Regions from separate parts of the Mus musculus genome. Here region 1 is linked to region 2. Evidence: chromatin contacts called from public HiChIP or PLAC-seq data. All regions are on one chromosome and are shown on one strand. The core of a region is the stretch at or near the end of the contact, and the rest is flanking DNA. Distances in the headings are between cores, read along the strand shown.

Region 1 (3,832 bases), core at 771-3,270, 260 kb after region 2:
TATATCTTGATCCAAAGGCAAGCAGGAGAGGACTCTCTTCCCCAGGCAGCCAGGAGGAGAATTTCCCCTGGCCTGGACAGAGCTTGAACACAGGACCTCAAAGCCCACACACACGGTAACACACCTACTCCAACAAGGCCACACATCCTCATAGTGCCACTTCCCATGGGCCAAACATATTCAAATCACTACAATATTTTATACTGGATTATAGTTTCTGCAGATTAGGCTTTTTAGTGGCTTCCTGTCGCATGAGGAGTACACTCTTCTAACAGTCCTGTATAAATGACCCCTATTGAAAGCTCATATCTTCCTCTTCTGGCTTTCACTTTCAACTCACCTCTTCACATTTAATATTCCTGCTCCTGCCTGAAGCACTAGCTACCCCAGGCTTCTTATGGCTCCCTTCCTTCACATCCACTTCTAAGAGGTTTCTCTAAAAGCTCCCAGCACTGTCTTTCATTCTACCTGTATTTCTTTCCATAGAGCTGTTATGGTTCGTCTTGATTGTCAGTTTGATTGGATGGAAAGATGCCCAGGAATTTAGTAAAGCACACCCTGGGAGAGAGACTGTGTCTTCAGAGACAGTTGGCGTGGGTACCATACTTCAGGGGATGGAAGACCCAGCATCCGTGTGGGTGGTATCATCCAATAGGCTGAAGGCTGATGGGACGGGAGTTGAGGAAGGACAGAGCTAGCTAGCATATGCAAGCTGTGTCCTTCCTGAGCGATGGATCAGCTGATGCTCTGCCACAAACTCAGCTGCTTTAACTCGAGACTGTAGCACTGGTGGTGTTTCTTCTGAGGCCCCCAGCTTGTTGAGATGAGCAACTCTCCTGCCTGCAGATGCCCACTGAGGGATCACTCTGCCTCTGATCATACAAGCGAATACAATAAACCTCCTTCTGTAATTATACACATATCCTTTCTATTCATTCTGCTCCCCTGGGGAACCCTAATTAATACAATAGCACTTATCAGTCTCTGAAATTGTATGTTTGCTGATTTGCTTTCTCATCTGTGAGCGCATACAGAACGCTTGAGCTTCGGGCTGCCTTGTTCACTGCTGTAATCCTGGTGCTTACAGCATTGTTTGGCACCGAGCATGTGATCAAAGGCATTTTCAATGAATGGAGAGAACGTCACTGGTGTGTTCTGAATGCTTTGGTATTTTGGTGGCATTTAAATGCTGACGACTCATGTGTTGGAATAAAGACCCCGGAAACCACAGTCCCGAACGCATTAGGCCACTGTGGGAAGGTGAGAAACAAAAGGACTAGGGAAAGGTTCCTGCCGTCCTTTCCAAATTTCTGAAAAACTTGTAGAAACTGTTAAATCTGCCCAAAGTTTACAAAATCAACTAGAGCCAGGGAGTGGAAAATATTTCATTCAGGAAAGTTACCCAGGCTTTCAAAATGACCCCTCACCCATGCTCAAGTAGGCAACAGTAATCAAACTCATTAAGAAAAGAACACACTGATGAATGCATGCACTCATGCACACTCATGCACATACATTATGAATGCATACACTCACACACTCATGCACACACACTGATGAATGCATGCATGCTTGCACACTCATATACATACATTCATGAATGCATGCACTCACACACACTCATGCACACACTCACACACACACACAATGCAGAAAGAAGAAGAGAATCCATGGGAGCAGGAGGACAAAAGGCAAATATAAAAATGTATTACATGCGTGTCTGAAAATGTCCAAAGTATTAAAAATAAGCTAATCATCAAGATAAATAATGCAGTATAATGCAAGATTCTGTTTGTTCCCCCGTGAGTCAGTTGCTTGATTTGTGGCACCAGGAAGAGATCAAAGAGAGGGTTATGGCAGCTGGATGGGTGTTCCTGTGATCTGTTGAGATCAGCCTCTGGGCTCGAGCTTTGTTCTGGGAGATGAACAATACTAAAGAACAAAACACCCATAAACCACAGAGCACAAACACATCTGCTTTGTGGCCAAGAAGGAAGGCGAACCGAGAGACAAGGGCATGTCACGATGGTGGGAACCACATGGTGGCATGACAGGCACCCAGGAGTGCACACTCTGCCACAGATCCCTGTAAAGAGGTCGAACCTGGCCTCTGTGTTTCTCTGGCGAAGACTGAGGCACACGCTGAGGCACATGGGTTACACACAGAACATAGAGGACAGCGTTACTGTCCCCTTCTTCAGATAAGGAATGCACCTTTCTCATAATTCTGAGACGATCTATGAGTCACGTGTGAGCCGAACCGTGAGGAAGGACTGCTGGGAGGAAAGCCATCTGTCACTGAGTGTTCTGGTGAGTTTGAACAGCAAGCAAAAGAAAACTAAGTGGATTGGGGGATGGGGGGACCTGTAAATCTAGTTTAGGTTTAGGTGATCCAATATGGAGAAGGTACGGAGGAAAGAATGAGAGGGCATGGAGCGAGGACGAGAACCTGAGGACCTCAGGAAGGCCCCGAGACCCGCCTGGTGTAAGGAGAGAACAGACCCTGCAGGCTATCTTCCGGCCTCCACCTGTGCACCGTACCCCAGCACCCACATTTCTAAATGTCATTTTTAAAATCTAAAGATTAGCTGGAAAACTAGAGTTACTGCTGTGAGTGGTGGAAGTGTCTCTACGTTTGAAAATTTAAGCAAGTGAGCAGAACGTTATGAGACCAAACTTCCACAGGCACACTGAGGTAAGAACCCCTAAATGTGACTTAGGGTGTGAATGAGACACATTTCAGGCTGCGAAGGAGGAGCCTAGCCACAGATTGTTCAGGTTGGAATTTCCAGTGATGCATACTAGGTGGCCTCCACAGTTAAAACCTTCAATCATTATAAAACCATCAATACCCTGCCGTGTCTTACTAAATAAATGAATTGTGTATTTGAGTCTTCCCTTATGACCTGTATCACACCGTTCTTTCAAGTCTGTGTCTCCTCTGGCATGCTTCCTGGGCCTTGTCCATGATGTTGACTTGGCTAGGCCGGCCAAATACCAGCCTCTGTCAAGGTTAAGCTCACGTTTCGGTTCCACCAAGAGCCTTTCTTAATTGCCTTTCTTTGAACTCCTAAAATACAATTTTTCAACTACATTCTGCCATGCATTGTTCACAATTGTCTCACACATATTAATGTTGGGGAGTAAACGGAAGACATTGACAGAGAAAGGGGGCTGAAGAGAGAGATGGCTCAGCTGTCAGGGCCCTTGCGCCAGTGTTTGGTTCCCAGCACCCACCATGCATGGCTCGTGACTCCCTGTACATCTAGCTCCAGGATAACCAACACTCTTTTCTGGCTTCTGCACACACACATACACACACACATATATACACATACATACACACACACATACATACATACACACACACACATATATACACACACATACACATCCATACACACATACACAAATAAAGAATACATTTCTAAATAAAGAGAAGAGAGAAAGTCAAGAGGAGATCCCCACTGTAGCTTCTGATTTGGGGGTGGGTATTGCTGGCCTTTCACTAGGGGCAGTGAAGCAGAGTGGTCCACAGAGACTCTGGCACAGGGAGGGAAGTTAGGCTGGCTGCAGTAAGCATCCGATTTCTGTGTCACTTGGTAGTATACCTTACTGTTCTGGTACCATGAGGGATGAGAGGCACACAGGGATGCGCCACAACGTGAAGCTTACTGTGTGTATTCTTGGGCCTCTCTCCTATCGTACTGAATCAGGGTATCTACAGTGGGACCCACAAATCGATTTTTAATATCACTCTAGGCAATTCAATCACATTGCAATATGTTAAATTGGTTAAATTATACTTACTTGGGGAGTGGGTTTTCACATG
Region 2 (3,279 bases), core at 263-2,762:
TGACTTTTATCTTGCCTCTGGCCTCTTAAGGGTTGAGTCTGAGAAACACACATACACAGTGGGACAGATATACTATTAGCCACAGCGAAGATCATTCCTAACACTAACACTATCAGTCTACAAAATCCATAGCCTACTTACACTTTGCTAACACGTTTATATGTATGTTTTTCTTCATGGCTTTTTATAAAATCTTTTATTAACAAAAATTTAGCCAGTAGGGAATAGGAGAGTAGACCTTAATTAACTGTTCATACAAGTGATAAAGAAGGATTTCTAATACCTTAGGTCAGGCCGGTAAAGGAGGTGGGACAGGAAAGAAGAGGCTGGAGAAGGGCTGAGAAGGGTTTCTGGGCATCCTGAAGCCCACCAGAATTGCCAAGGGGCCTACACTACTCCTATCCTCCCCCAGACCTGCCATCCCCACCCATCTACAGGTTGATTCAAAAGGATAAGGTAAAGGTGACTGAGAGGAACAGACCACCAGTACCTTGCTCATGGAAAGAGAGTGTCTTTTTGGGAGGTGTCAAGTCATGCTCTGGAAGCTGAGGTCCAGAAATCAGAACTACCACACACTGAATTGCTTCTCTGAGACTTAACACTACTTCTTAGCTCAATAAACTTCTGGAAAGTTTTTAATAACGATACCGGGTTGTCACTTGGTTTAATGGTATACAAGATCTTATCTGTCACACTTTCTTTCCCTAGTACTTCAGGAAACCCTAAAACAGCATGAAAATGGCCCTGTTCCATGGTATGGAGGCTCTGGGCTGGATTAAATCCCTGGCACTAGTGCTCTGCTGCAGTGATCAGCTTTTAGAGACCATTCAGCTAAAGCTCACCTACTCAACCCCTGTTTACTAGGAAGTGGCTTCACAGTGGTTAGTAAGCGCATTAGTCACTGAAGAGTCACTATGAACAACGTTAGCATCATCAGCTCCGCGGGGTTCCTCGAACCACAGGGGCAGAGCTCAAACATCTGGCTAATCTCTACTGTCTATGGAGAAATGAGGCCCCTTGTCATTTCTTCAGTGTCATTGCTTTCCAATCCTCTGTCCTTTGTAGTAGGTTTCAGCAGCTACAAATCCCTGCACCCCAGGTCCCAGGAGAGCCATGAGTTTCTGCCCACTACATTTGTAGACCACTGCGTTATGCTGTCAGGTCAGCAAGTGTGGCATCTACTGCTTGTTCTACTTAAAGCTGTAGCCCACTGAGAAGGTTTCAATTGTAAAGTCTAATTAATCATACAGAGCTCCCCACTACTGAACATAGCTTTGCTATGAAGCCCTTTAATTGTCTGCAACTGCCTGGTTTCTCCCTCTCTTTTTTAAAACGCCCCATCACTTTGAATTTCTCTTTAGACAACAGTCATTTTCTTCCAATTTCATCCCGCATTTGGATGGTAAATTCTTGATGGATCGGAATTGTGTCATCCCTCTATTTAGATGAATAAATTGAGGCTTTAGAAAGTGGAACAACTTGTCAAATGATAGCAAGTGGCAACGTGGGGACTCACGCCAGCTCTGAGTAACTCTAGGCTCAGGCTAGTTCCTCCCCTTATCCTCTATATCCCTGAACCCTTCCTTAGACAGCAAGTTAGCAGTTCCTTTAGCAAAACAGGAACACAGCACACTGCCAGTTGGAGGTGGGAAACATTAAAGTGATGTTCTCCTGATGGGCCACCATTCCTCCAATCATACTCTGGGGGAACAACAGCAATAGCAACACCACAAGTAACTGAATTTGGGGGCCATTATTTTTATCTTTTAAAACTTATGAGAGTGGAGATGTAACTCAGTTGACAGAGTGTTTGCCTAATATGTACAGAACTCTGGGTTCAATCCCCACCATGTTAATAGCTAGCCAGGGTGGCAGACATCAGTACTCTTAGCACTCAGGGGTTGGAAGCAAGAAGATCATAATTCCTGGCCATCCTTGTCTGTAGAGTGAGTTCAAGTCCGGCTTGGGATACATAAAAGCCGGTCTCAAACAAAGGTTTTTTAATGGGAAAGGAAAGGAAACTTGAAAAAGTTAGATGGATACTGGCAGCTTTATTCAGGACACGTGAGATCATTTAGCACAACCCTATACTGTGGTGCATGGAGTTCTGAGTGTATATGTTTCATATTTTAAAAGACATAGGACATTAACATTTCTTGTTACATATCATGAAATACAACTATCCTTCATGAATTTCACATAATTCACTAGGAGAGTATCTTGTAGCAAGGAGCTTTAACAGTAGCATTTCACAGTACAACACATACAGTAACTGACTTCAAAGCCATGAAAAAAACAAACCCGCGTTTATTGCCAGCATTTCTTTCCCCGTCAATCCTCTTCTATCCCTTTTGGTAGCTTGCTTATGGCAGTGCATAAATGTATATACCAAAACTCACGTAACTTGTCAAATGCTTGCCCTTTATTGTATGTAAATTATAATTCAATAAAGTAAACCTAAAGTCTTAAGCATGCATTTAAATAAATTGCCAAGCCAAATGCTCTAAGATCTACCATTACTAGGATTACAGCTGGCAGCAGCCTACTCTGTGCCAGCGCACGGTGATTAAGTGCAGCAACCCACACGGCGTCTGACATTCAATGAGGAAGTCACAAAAAAGTAGAATGTGCTTCACACCATGATTAATATAGGATCCCTATATTTAGTTTCTGTTTGAACATTTCCCCTCCTTTCCCTCCATCCCTGAACCCTGCTGAGGACATAGTATAAATCTGAAGGCTAAAGATCACAAAGTTTTGATGAATGAAACAGACAAGAACATGACAGACTCTTGCAGGACAAAATGAACTCCCACCCCCACCCCCGTTGTCATTTTTAAACTAATTGTAGTTATTTAAAGTAACCTTCGAGCGTGCATCAAAGTAAGCTGGGGACAGCAATGACGTGGGCTCTTTACACACTTTTATCTACAGCAGATAGAACCACGTTCCTTCCCAGAGAGGCATGTTCAGATTCTACTGCTATAGTTCTGGACGAATGTCTGTGGATGACCATACTTGGAAATGAGAGAGAACGAGAGGGGGAAGAAAGGAAGAAAACAACAATAACAAAACCCAAAAGTCCAGTACCATCTCTTGGAGTCAGAGCCTTATTAGAAGTAAAATACAACAAAAGTAACAGATATCACTTATCACGTTTCTTCATATTAAAAATAAAACCTTTGTTGTCTGATTCCTATAATTTGCAGCATAAAAGCACAGTATTCGTTAATACCTAGTTAATGAGTATGCAGTCATATTTTAAGAGAGAAAACATTA

The links. HiChIP or PLAC-seq counts read pairs in DNA pulled down with a chosen protein or histone mark.
Region 1: a contact with region 2 is called in a BATF HiChIP or PLAC-seq map of CD8 T cells, with 5 read pairs. The contact joins two enhancer-like sites. A contact is called at or near these places in 1 of 15 datasets of contacts at CTCF or cohesin (the NIH/3T3 cell line) and 1 of 115 datasets of contacts at active chromatin or transcription factors (CD8 T cells).

What each region holds. Positions count from the first base shown.
Region 1 is chr3:69,175,794-69,179,625 of GRCm38.p6, reverse strand. No RefSeq gene overlaps it. Among named protein-coding and RNA genes, the nearest start is that of Arl14, 45 kb to the left of the region's middle. Within about 2 kb of position 2,020, at least 72 of the 459 cell types and tissues checked have an H3K27ac peak or open chromatin away from gene starts, as enhancers often do. A contact at or near this core is called in CD8 T cells, where this site is marked.
Region 2 is chr3:69,438,619-69,441,897 of GRCm38.p6, reverse strand. All of the region lies in intron 1 of Ppm1l (protein phosphatase 1 (formerly 2C)-like), which reads right to left. Among named protein-coding and RNA genes, the nearest start is that of Gm52607, 22 kb to the left of the region's middle. Within about 2 kb of position 1,512, at least 62 of the 459 cell types and tissues checked have an H3K27ac peak or open chromatin away from gene starts, as enhancers often do. A contact at or near this core is called in CD8 T cells, where this site is marked.